Linked DNA regions of Zea mays: region 2 is linked to region 1. Evidence: chromatin contacts called from public Hi-C data. All regions are on one chromosome and are shown on one strand. The core of a region is the stretch at or near the end of the contact, and the rest is flanking DNA. Distances in the headings are between cores, read along the strand shown.

Region 1 (6,596 bases), core at 2,129-4,628:
TGAATCAATGTTTTGCATATATAATTTGGCATTTTAAGTTTAAGCAATTGCAAGGCTACAACAGAGAAATATTTGATTATCAGTTCATAGGCACATGGTATAGAAAGCAAAGCACCGACAGAATGTAGAAAAATGTTGCTTGACTCAACAGTTAGTAGGTCTAATGTCACACCCTGTATTAAGGAGACGTGCAGAAAGTGGAGGTTGACGGTACGAGAGTGAATGGACCAAACCAAACACTTGATATTTGGCATGCCAAGGATGTTGATGCCCAATCTCAAGGCCCAAGAGTATATGAGAATCTCTAATGACAATTCTTGCTTGCCTTTGATTGATACATATCATATCATTATATAGAGACTTACTTGATGCGTAAGCAAGGTAGCAATAGTATCTTCTAAGTTCTAGTCCTAAACCAAATGAGCCTCCCATACCTCTGACCTCACATATGTGGCCTAGCTAACTGTCTATGACATCTAACAGATCAATAAATCCAATCAGTACAACACATTAAATTACTAAAGCATGGCAAATGTAATGCCACATCTATAGTTGTTGATTGTTTGAGCCAACAAAAGCACATCCACAGACACTAGATGCAGTAACAATGGCAGCATATTTATTTACAATAACATTACACTTAATACTTTACATAAATGAGCCTCTTACCTTTACTACTGGAATGAACCAGTCGACTATGTCAGTTTCCTTCATTTGTGCACCAATACGGCACAGAGATTCAACTGCCTTATCACGGACACAAGTTTCTTCTACTGTACACAATGTTTCCAAAGGGGGAAGCAAAACATGAGCATGTTCTACACCCCCAACATAAGGAATGAACACACCCAATTCCTCAGCCATTGCAAGAAGCACCTCATCTTCATCGTCATTGTTTTCACTAAGAAAGGGAATCAGCTCCTTCCTGGTTCTTTCTTCTCCAAGAGCCCGTGCAATTGTCGAAAGTCTTCTAATGGAGTTTAGACGCAACTGGATGTCCTCATTCTTAAGCTCATCAATCAGTACAGCAATTGGGTACAGAGGCTCATCAATCATAGCCATCAGGTATATCAAGGATTGCTGAATTGGTAAATGAGGACACAGCATTAGAAGCTTTGTAATTATATAAATTCCCAAGAAAAAAAAACTTTAACACAACTTTGGCTGCATAAGAGCATCTCCAACAATATGGCTCGAAACACTACTGTTATGGTCGCTAGATCGGTGAGGGATTGGAGAGGGGGTATCGATGGGCAGGAATGTCGGCCGGGGGCCTCTACCCACGGCCGAGCAAGAGGAGGGTTTCTCCCTTCTAATTCTTGTCTGCTTTATTTCTCATCCATTGATTACATAAATAGGCCGGTTGGCTGCCCCTATCTAGCTAGAGATCCTTATCTCCTAAAAACTCTCAACAAACTATTAACTGATAACCTTCCTAGATAATCTCAACTAATCTTCTAATCTTATCTCTAACTATCCTTATCTAATCCCCCTTAGGGCCCATGGCTGCTGCTACCGCAGCCCCTCTGTGGGCCTCCTTAGGTCCTGACAACTACCCCAAAAATTAAAATGCTACATCATTTAAAGTATTTAGGGCACTAACAACAACTTGGACTCCAACAGTTAAGCCCTAAATCATATATTTTAGTAAATAAATTACATTACATTATTAGGAAAGAAAAGATTAAGGATAGGACGTGAAAGGGCCTCTAGCTGAGTTGGTTAGGTGGTCTGAGTAGCACTCCTCAGGTCCTGGGTTCGACTCCCCCGTGGGAGCGAATTTCAGGTTGTGGTTAAAAAAATCCCCTCGTTTGTCCCACGCCAAAGCACAGGTCTAGGGCTCAGCCCCGGCCGTGGTCGTTCTCACATGGGCTTCGATGCCGCTGTGTATGGGTGGGGCAAGGGTTCGGGGGTTTTCTCGACCTGTGTGAGAAGGTCTTCTTAATACAATGCCCGGGGGCTGTCTTACCCCCCGCAGGTCGAGTTTTAAGATTAAGGATAGGACACTAATCTGGGGTGTAATATATTTGGGTCACTTCATGGTGTGCCCTATATTTTTTCGTAAAAGATTGTAAAATAGGCACTGTTGGAGCTGTTTTTATGAGTTGAGCCCTATATTTCAAAATAGTGCACTGATTTAAGGCACCGTTAGAGATGCTCTAGACAAATAGAAGCAGAATAGAAACAAACGTTTGGTTAAAATATACAAAAAAAAAGATCTCTGATGCCATAACCAAAGAAATAGATGCACCAAACTATTGCAAACTTATATAACTAAAAGTTCCCTGGGATTGGCTTTCTTGAACAACACAAGAATACTACTGTCATACACATGATCCAAATAAAATTAACAAATTCATGTTGACAAGTAGAACATCACAGATTACTTCGAAGAGTCAAATATTCCATAACATCATCTATGGAGGTGAGTCTCAACTACCCAATTAAAAATGACATGGCCTTCAGTTCAAACGATAATAATTGGTTGATCCAGCAAAAAAAAAAAATGCCCCGCAAAGATGCCTATTAAATATGGTTCCAGGAAAGAAACAACATCACTTGGCATCCGAGCATTCTGAGAAATTGAATCAAGTTCAGGCAAATGCTCCAAGTAAAATTTGGCATGAATTGATCTGGTCGTTTGGGGTCCCCAGGGGGTTCTATTTATAGATTTCCTCTTGTTTGTTTGCTTTTCATTCTCACTCAGGCGGCATGGAGAAGATGTTTCTGAAATCTGATCTATGTAACGACATATTCAGCTCCAGAATTAAATTTGCACGTTCGCGGATCCTGAATAAATGAGCGAATTTCGATACGACGAAACGAGGTGAATAGCTGATGCGCACAACGAGACGGGCAACAGACGCCACACGCGATCTACTCATCTACGACACACCACGAGCAACGGTTGATCCAAATCACTAGCTACCGACGTACCTAGCAACCAACGCCACACAGCCTCCGATCCGCGAGAAGAGAACTCAGACTAGGGCGTCGCAATCATTACAAAACCAGCGCAATCGACCAAACAACAGCCCAGATCTAGGAGGGGAACCACACGTGAACGCGCGAATGAAGAAGGCCTGAGCTCCAGACCGACGACGGTAGCAGCGGCGGCGGTATTGAGGGTGCGGGCGTGGCGATCGGAGGTGGTCGAGCGAGCGGGGTGAGGGGCGCAGATCTAGCTGTGGAAGGAGGGGGAGGGAGAAGAGGAGCAGGATCTGAACTGACCTCGCGGGGTCTGGATCGGGCTCTTGCCCGGCTGCTTCGCCGACGGCGTGGGGGTCCGGAGAGGGGGCAGGGTAGGAACGCCCGAGGCGTCGCCGCTGAGAGAAGGGGGCGGGGCGAGGAGCGAGCTGGCGCTGCAGAATGCGACGGGGGAGGAGGGGACGCAGTGGATGTCGAGGCCTGTGGGGCGTGCGAAGTGGGCCTGGGCCTGAAAGGGCGGTCGACCCGTTCTCAGATACGATCCGCTCTTGTTAGTCCTATGGACGGGAGGGAGACTTCGCTTGGGGTTGGAGCCCAGGAAAAACTCAGGCGGCATGGAGGCCCAGCACCCGTCTCACTGGCAAAGTGGCAATACGCAGAGGCGGCAGAGCACTGCGCGTCGAGCAGTGCCTGCATCTCGCCACGTTTAGCTTCTTGAGTTGCAGGACAAGGGGCCATGTCCAATGATTATTTTTGCACTGTAGACAGACTACTGTTTATAGAGTAGAGGCGAAATAGAAGATGAGTAAACTGCTAGAAATAGCCTAATCTGCGTTTGGTAGCACACCTAAACACCCTTTCAACCCCCTCCCCCACAACAATTTGGACACAAACGTGTCCGCACCCGTCATTATTGGGGTTTGCCTAGGGGCTGGAGCAACAAATCGGCCGACAGCCGGCTCCGTGCCTCAAGCTTGCAGCGACACCACCCTAAATTTCAACTGTTTGTTAAAATATATACGAGTCATTAAGCATGTAGGTTTTGTGTTTGTCTTTTTACACAACGACGATACTTCGATTTCGCCCTCGGCGGCCCAGAGCAGCTATGGGCTAATAATAACACATATACGAGTCATTAAGCATGTAGGTTTTGTGTTTCTTTTTACACAACGACGATACTTCGATTTCGCCCTCGGCGGCCCAGAGCAGCTATGGGCTAATAATAACACATATACGAGTCATTAAGCATGTAGGTTTTGTGTTTCTTTTTACACAACGACCGGCTTGTTCGCTGCGGCTTGCTGCGGCTGCAATCCGGCTGCGGCTGCGGCTTCTACAGTATTTTTCTCTCTATGGATTGCAGCTGCAGCAGTCCAAACAGCTGCAACAGTGTCGGCTTGCAGCCTGCCGAACACGCCCGACGATACTTCGATTTCGCCCTCGGCGGCCCAGAGCAGCTATAGGCTAATAATAACACACACTAGAGGTTTGTTTTTTTAAATAACTTGGGCAGCGGCATTTCAATGGGTATACATATAGGGCTGTTCCCAGCATTATATTGTACCTTCTGCTTCTGTTGAAGACGCGCTGTCCAGACTGAGGACGCATCGATGGCCGATGGGCGCGTGTGTGTGTGTAAGCCACCATGTGTGTGTGAGACATAAATCATGTACATCTGGAAATAGGGCCGCTTGATCATCATCATCAGGCAGCGCGCGTCTCCGTCAGCTCGAACCGAATTCCTCGTTCCAGTTCTCCAGCTCGTCCCATTTGCTCTTCTGCAAGCTTGGCCTGATCACCGTCATCGCGTTCTTGAAGTCCTCGTACCTCAAAGGTCGCAGCTGGAGATACGAGATTAGAAACCGAGGGTTAAGTGCTTCGTACACTGACATTCCAAAGTTTCGCTGGGAAACAACCACTTATGTAGGGTATGTTATCTGTAAAGATACTACAGCTAGAAGTCCATTTAAGCTTCTGTTTTAACAGTGAAAAAAACTCAGAACGAGTGAACTTTATGTTCAGACTGTTTAAAACCCGTACCTGATTTGCTTTGATAGTAAGAATATTTTGTGGACCGAGCTCTCTTATTGGCATCATTGCAGCTTCTTCACACAAGGCTCTCAGGTCACTTCCAGAATACCCTACAAACAAAACCGTCAGGAACCAGGACCACATAGCCCATGTTTTCAGAACAGCCATACATACTCGAAAGGAAACACAATACCTTCGGTCTCCACAGCAAGTCTTTCAAAATCATGGTCTGTCAGGAACCAGTTCCAGGTTAGCTACTGTGCCAAACGTTTTTTTTTAAAAAAAAGGCTGTCCTACATATACAGCCACTACGATCAAGCAGTTATCAAGAGAAACCTGGGAACTGGAGCACTTACTCGACAGTTTGAATGATTGTCCTTTGAGCTGATTTTTCAGAAGTAACCTTCGTACATTTGGATCAGGTAGTGGCACATATATTCTTTTTACCTATCGGATAATCAAAACAGTGGTATTCAAGATATAGAGAAGCAAGGCAACATAGTAGGGTATTAATGAGACAATAAGTGTGCAGCAAATCATCAATCGTCCCAAGGCCAATCTATCAACTCCTGACCCATTCACTGACTAATACAGTAACAGAACAGAATAATGGTGCTACAGTACCAATGAATTGCATGTCGCATCATCAATCATCCTTTATAGTAGCCATCTACTTCACTAAAAAATATTGACAAACTCAAGTTGCTATTGTAACTAGTCCTCTAACTGTCGTTTTTTCCATTCTCAGTTACAGAAAATTTCTCACAAAGGCTAATGCAATAAATTGAGGCAAAGGTATTTAAGGAATCAGGTGCATAGCTTCCATGCGTAACAAACTCTGAACCCAACAAAAAACAGTAAAAAACTGGGACGGGGAGACCGCCCTCCCGGTTTTCTGATAAAGATGGAACCCGAACCATGGTCCTGTCCTAGAAAACCCCCGAACCCTGCCCTCCTGTCACTAACGGGCCGTCTCAGGTTGTCCACACTGCAAAGGCCCACCCCAGGCCTGAGGCGGCCACAGCCGAGCCGCTCCCCGAGAGTGGGCGAGGGGCAGCGAGGGGATTTTTTGGTGAGAAATCGGGGGTTCGAACCCCCGACCTGGTGAAAGGCCAAGGCCACCTCCACCGCCCGGGCTCTAGCACCCGGTCCTCAACAAAAAAACAGCACCACACCATTTAAATGTCAGAATAGATCTTACCAGCCTTCGAAGAACAGCATCATCCAATTCTTGAGGTTTATTAGTAGCCCCTGGACAGAGAATTGGCATCAATAAAATATAGATAAAAGTCTAAAACAAAAAAAGAATAATTCAGCATTAAAAATCAATAACACCTATACAGATAATGCCCTATCAAATAGGATCCGTGCACAGTGCACTGCACACAGCTCATCTAGAGTTGTCTTCTATAAAATCAACCGCTATATACAGATGACAGAAATAAAGGTCATATTGCGGTAAAGCAAAGAACAATCACTAGTGGTCACCAAAAAAGCTGAAAAGGTAAAGTGGCGTCTTGACTAATTTAGTGATGACAGCTCCTGCCCTATATGGCTGAAAACTGCTTCAGAAATGATGGAGCACGGAATTGACACATCAAGAAGCAAAAATACAAAGCAAAATTTCCACATGTCCT
Region 2 (6,596 bases), core at 2,213-4,712, 430 kb before region 1:
CTCCATCAATATTAAGGCACAGGTAGTTGCATGATTGCATCTCTAATAATTCATTCCAAAATGAGGAACAGCAAATGCATTACAGATTTTGACACAGTAACTTGCAAAACAACTTACCAGATATAGTCAGCAAAGATATGACAGAACTAACTGGATACATTGGCCCAGATGCAACCTCATACTCACAAGAAATCTGAGCCTATAATTAGGGCATTTTTGGATCCCAAGAGCTAAAGATCCAAACAAGAAGAGCTAAAAGTGACTAAAATGATAAAAGGTATCAATTTAGTCACTTTTAGCTCTTTCTATTTGGATGTTTAGCTCCTAAGTGACTAAACTTTAGTCACTTTTGCTTTAGCTCCTGGGATCCAAACAAGCCCTTAGCTATACAGAAAGAACAATAAAAGCAACCAAAAATGCACCATCATAACAAGCTTCCCTATGTAAAAAATGCAACATATGAACATTTCAATTATATAATTCTGTAGTGTTTGACTCCTCCCAAAAACCTCTTAGACTTGTTAACCTTAGTTAATAGGTCAATAAAGATGAACTGCTAGACCAGTCGTTAATCCTTTATCTTCCTCTGTTTTAGTATAATCAGACCATAAGCTATCAAATAAAGTTAGAATTATATGCTTTTATGCAGAAAAGGCATTACACTTTTTGGTTGTTCATAGAAATGTTTGGGACACATCCTCAAAATCAAGGTTCAATGCACCAAAACATCCAGTAGTGTTTAGTGATAACAGTTGAAATAGATGCCAATGCCACATTTAGTCTGTTTTTCTGAAATGCTGCATAAGTTCTAGATGGCGAATTACACAAACCTGAGTATGAAGCGCTTTATATTGCTCAGGCCTTTGCCTGCCATTTTCTCTATGCCCAAGGTTGTCCATTATCACAAGCCTGCAGCCAGCAAAATAGGGCAGTAATGATAGCAGTGGATCACCTGCAAAATACAAGTAACAAAAATTAACGACAAAAAAGAATTTTCCAAACCAAAACGTAGCTAGATTATCTTGTCGGAAGTTTATAGCTCCAGAAAATCTGGAACAAGGACGATAGGAAATGCACAAAGGAATAAAGAACATATTATCTCAAAGGTAGCAAGTTCAAACTTCAAAAAAGGAAATTTGTGAGAACAGAAGGCCACAGCAAAATTGGGGATATGGGCAAACAAGAAACTACACGTGTATGGATCTAGGCCCACCTATCACCAGTGGGTATGGCATGGTATAGATCAATGGGTGAATGAGAAAACATTTATATCATGTTAATTATTGAGTTATGACTACAAAAAATAGAAGATCATAGCTATGGATTGACTCCGGATCAAGAGTTCAATGGGACTGCGGCAAAAAAAGACACAAAATATACTAGTCCCTGACATCAGTTGTATACTCTTAGTGACAGGAGGCATGAACAAATGCATGTATAGTGTACTCCCCACAATAGTAAAATAGTGAGCATTATCTAGAAGGGCTTGTTCCAAATGTCACCAGGTGTATATCACTCGTCATATTCACAACAAAACTAACTAAACAGCAACTGGGTTTATGCAGATGCAGTGCCAGCAAAAGCGATCCATGCATGCATCGACCACATATGGTAAGTGTACACTCAGACTAATGGCATAAAGGTTAACCAAACATCTGTTAACAAAGCCATTAACTTGTGAACGATGGCTGTATGAGCTAGCATTATAGATATCGAGTCTGAATCTGAACTTTCACAGGTCTAAAGTACAGAAAATTCTCCAGCTGAAGCAATGTCAAACAATCACCATGTGCTTTCAATCATTTACAGATGGTTCAGTGTGGGGCATGACAACCCTGCCAGACAGTCAAGTGTCTTATCAACCAATGCACATACTATACTATTAAAACATGTTTGGAATTAATATGTACTGGATCAAAAACTCTATTATCTGAAACATGACCTCGATCAGTGGAGGACCCAAAATTTGAACCTAGACATGACTAGCAAAAATATCTCACATTCAAATATGGTATTATCCAAGATGTGATCTGAACCTGGTGGAGACTAAGCACAAGGTACCACGAGGTCAAGGGATGGATGGTCTACAGACTGGAGTACTTAAAGACGTTGGGCATTTTTAGTTTGGACCTTCTAAAACTAACCGGTATTAACAATTTTGGCCAAAATATAGGGTAGGCCTAGTCCTATATGGCCTAAGGCTGGGTCCACCCATGCTCAATCTGGATGGTCACAAAAGTTTTGAAGCAGAATATGCTAGTACGGAAGTACCTAACATCAGTTGCATACACTTTGCAACAGGAGGTATGTAATGCGTACTCCCAAATCCCAACAGTAAAACAGCATGCAATGTCTAAAAGGGTTCTTGTTCCAAATGTTCACCAGGAATTCCAGTGGCTAAGTAGATCATACACCATGTCCATAGCATGGCTAAATGAATAAGAGCAACTGAAAGACGTAGAAGCTTTTTGCAAATCCTATCGCAGCGGCAACTGGCTTTGGGGAGTGCCATAATATTCAAAATGCAATTCATAGATGCACTGGCCACATACGGTATGCGTGCACTCAAACTAATGGCATGCAGGTTTACCGGACACCTGTCAACAAGGCGAAACCGATAAACATGTTTTATCACAAGAGAACTGGCCAAGTTTAAAAGTGATGAACTTGTGAACAACTGTTATCTGTGGAAGAACAATCGGCATGACTCTGAACTGAACCTCTCACAGACCTAAAGCGCCGCAAGGTCTCCAGTCGGCGCTAACCGACAACCCCAACAGACAGTCAAGCCTCAAACCAGTCAATGCTCATGCTGATACTACACTAACCGAACGCCATTGGGACAACAACCCAGCTAGGCTCGGGGAGCTGCAGCGGCTCTAGCTCTGACTACTCAAGCACCGAATCCCAATCCTACCGAGTACCGGCTCCAGCAGCAGCAGCAGATACCGGCGGCACTACTGGTCTGCTGCCACTGCACCATCCAAAAACCTCACTCATAGTCACACCGCAGGCTCAGGGTACCCACAGACGACGAGGACCTCAATTGCCCCCATCCCTGCCTCCTCAAATCAGGCCAGGAGGCCGCATCAGTAACGGAACGGAACCTCAGAGGCACGAATCAGATGAAGCGGTAAACCCTACAACATCTCAATCGGCCGGCCCAAACGCCGCGAGGGGGGGAGGGGGAGCGCTAATCCAATGCGGCCTCCCCCGCGCGACGCTGAAGAAATCGGTAGCAATCGCTGCTGCTCACCGGATCATAAATCGGTCATGGGGTTGGACGGGGGTGGGGGGAGGTTACGCACACTGTCAGCAGCGTGTCCTCCTCTGCTGCAGAGACACTTCCGAAGGACGGGCACGGGGGGGCCGGCTTACCTGCCCCGGCGCTCCGCCGCCGGCGAGCGAGCACCAGCCGCGGGTCTGAGGCGAGGGGAGGCGTGGCTCCGGGGCAGCGGCTGCCTCTGCCTCTCTCTCTCTCTCTCGTGGCCTCGTGGGTTGGAGGAGGCTGCTGGGGATTGGGGGAGTGGCGGAGTGCAGTGCGGACTTGCGGTCCGTGTAGAGTCGGAGGAAATTGTGCGTCCGTGCGTGGGGACGGGATGGCCCACTAGTCAGGGGTAGATGTGTAGAATGGGAGATGGAAAATGCACCCTGCCAATCTAGAGAATTGCCATTATGGAACAAGATATACATGTTTCGACTAAATGGAGCCGTTGTCGATGTCTTCGATCTTTTGGAGACACAACCGACAGACTATGACTGATATGGACAACAATCAGTCATTTGCGTCTGCGGACACCATTTAATTCTCTCCGTGCTCACGCCGTCAAAAACCTGGCGCCGCCGTTTCTTGCTCACGCGGGGTACTTGTCCGTCTTCCCCAATCTAGAAACCCTAGCCGCCGTCTCTCTGCTCCTCTGCGAATGGATCTTCCTCTGAGCTAAGTGGTTGCCGATGCTGTTGAAGCGGCTCGTGCTGCTACCGTCGCGGCTTCGGAGGCGCGATGCGCGGCCATTATTGTAGAGAAGGAGGCCAGCGTTGCGGTTCAGTTCACCGCCATTGTTGTCGATAAGGTCGAAGCAGTTAAGGTCTCATCAAATGTCGTACGTATTATCAAACTCATGCACTCCTATGTTTGTACGCTGTGTTTTTTGTTGCTAGATAGGGTACAAGAACTGTCTCGCGTGGATTTGCAGGGGTTTAGGGTTCAGGGTTATCACCTTCTGCCATGTCCTTTTTAACTTCATCATCTGGTTGTTGAACAGGAAAATATCGATTTCAAGTATCATGTGAACATCAAGAATTCATTGAGATACGCTATTCAAGAAATGAGGAGGCAATCTACATTGTTGCATTCGGTTAATAAAATGTGTTCCACTATCCCAGAAGTAGAAGGTGGCAAGATAGGAAAGGTTTGTGGCCATCTGGAACATGTGTGCAAGATGCTAGAGAATACTTCAATTGTCTGTGAACAAGATTTGGAAACAAAGAATCCGAGTTGGGACCTTTATGACAACCCTTCCGTAGATGATGAACATCCTTTAGATGATGATGAACTTCGTGATGGCTACAGTACAGAAGATCCAGAGCTATGAGAAATTGTTTTTGATGACCTGAAGTGGGAAGAGAATAAAGCTAATGTCTCATTTGATGAGCATTATCGTGTCATAAACTACAGGTTCAAAGAGATATATGATCGTACCATGTACTTGTGAGCTCCTGTTTGGTTTGGATGAAGGTATTTTGTATGCAATGCTCCAAATGTACTATGTAGAACCGTTGTTGTAATGAAACAGTAGCGTTATTTGTCTGGAGCTCCAAATGTATTATGTAGAACCAAAATGCAGTTTTGTCTGTTCTATGTAATATATTTTGTCTGTTCTAATCTCGAATTGCCATTTGTCTGTTCTGTCTGGTGTTTATGTCTGTCTGGTGGTTCTGTTTGTCTATTCTCTCTGGTGGTGGTCCTGTCTAGTGACCAAAAGAATTATGTCTGGTGACCAAACATTATTCTCTTTTCTGTTGGCGACAACAACTTAGTTCATTCGGTCAGGACCTAACACAAACTAGGTTGGCGACAACAGACTGAAACTAGGTTGGCGACAACAGAAACAGAAATGAACTTAGTTCATTCGGTCAACAGAATTGTTCAGGCGACAACAGAAGTTTGTTCATTCGGTCAACAGAAACAAACTTAGTTCATTCGGTTTGGCGACAACAGAAACAGAAACATCTGGTTTGGTCAACAAAAACAGAAATGAACTAAGTGGTACACTTGTTCAGGCAACAATAGAAACAGAAACTAACTGGTACAGTACAACAGACTGGTTCTTCTTAACAGACTGAAACTAACTGGTACAGTACAAAGACTGAAACTAACTGACCAAACTGACTAGTACAGTACAACATAGTGAATTAATGCTGGTTCTTGTGAACACTAATCCTCAGTCTCTTCTTGGGGTTGATCTTCTTAACGAGCCATTTCCTTATTGGTGGTGGAGAAGTTGGTGGAGTCTGTTGGGCTGTTGCATCAGCCACTTGTGAAGTGATTTGTGCACCGACTGGCTCACCGAGTAGAAGACCCAATTGTTTTGGCTGTGGCTGTGATGCAGTTGCCCAAAATTCTTCTGGCTCTGAAAGCTCTGGCTGTGATGTAGTAGTACCCCTTCTACTGTATATTTGTAGTACCCCTTCTGGCTCTTCAAGCTCTTCTAGCTCTGGCTGTTCAGGTACTGTATGTGAAGAAGAAGTATGCAACTCTTTCGGAATCCAATTTTTGGTGGTGTTCTTCCGTGGTTTCCTTTTCCTACTAAAAAATATTCAAACATTTAGTTCATGAGTACTGTCGGAGAGGGAATTCTTCGGCCGGGTGGCGGAATGCATCCGCCCTAAATTCTAAGATGAGGAGGGGCCTAAGCGTTTTGCCTGCTAGATGGAATCAGGAAGAACATAAGAACACATGAGGGTTTAGAGTGGTTCGGACCGCCGGAGCGTAATACCCTACTCCACTGTGTGCTGTATTGAGCTTGAGAGCTTGTAAGTGTGTGTGAGAGTCTAAGTTGGATCTGAGTGAGCCTGCCTTGTAACGTCGTGTGCCCTCCCTTTTATAGATCAAGGGGCACATACAAGGATACTGAGCCCCGACATGTGGGCCCAGGGACAAATGGAAGGAAGCAACTAATGCCTGTAACGCCAGGGTGAACTCCGAGCGCCATAATGTCCGTAGCGCATAAAGTGTCGATATGTCGCCGCAGCTTCCTTGGTAACGCGCGAGTGATGATGAGCATAGTGTATGCCGCAGCACGGGCGTACTGCCTGCCAACGGAATGGACAGGCACGTCGCCTACAGGATGGCTGGTCGCCGCCCGTCAGCAGAGTGGACAGGGCACATTAAATGCTGAGGCGGCATATCGCCTGCCAGTGGAGTGGACAGGACTCATTAAATGCTAAGGCGGCACATCGCCTGCCAGTGGAGTGGACAGGCGGCGCGGCTTATCCGCAATAAATGCAGAGGCCGCGCGGCCCAGAGGCCTTATGTCAGGCTCCGCCCGCTGGCTTACGTCACGGGCAGTGGGCCTCATGGTAGCATCGGGTCT

What was found. A called contact is a pair of places that touch in the nucleus more often than the background predicts.
Region 2: a contact with region 1 is called in a Hi-C map of tassel, with 3 times the contacts expected there. The contact joins the promoter of LOC100273963 here to the promoter of LOC103638140 in region 1. A contact is called at or near these places in 4 of 25 Hi-C or Micro-C datasets (bundle sheath, ear, leaf and 1 more).

What each region holds. Positions count from the first base shown.
Region 1 is chr9:26,081,778-26,088,373 of Zm-B73-REFERENCE-NAM-5.0, forward strand. It overlaps LOC103638140 (serine/threonine-protein phosphatase 2A 65 kDa regulatory subunit A), which reads right to left and starts at 3,379. Exons shown (of 13, transcript NM_001347218.1): 1 at 3,232-3,379; 2 at 670-1,080. The coding sequence starts at 1,062. LOC100273408 (AAA-type ATPase family protein) reads right to left here. Exons shown (of 13, transcript NM_001147845.1): 9 at 6,161-6,210; 10 at 5,316-5,406; 11 at 5,153-5,188; 12 at 4,969-5,069; 13 at 4,419-4,769. The coding sequence ends at 4,653.
Region 2 is chr9:25,653,610-25,660,205 of Zm-B73-REFERENCE-NAM-5.0, forward strand. LOC100273963 (BBR/BPC transcription factor) reads right to left here and starts at 3,463. Exons shown (of 3, transcript NM_001148350.1): 1 at 3,309-3,463; 2 at 831-952. The coding sequence starts at 899.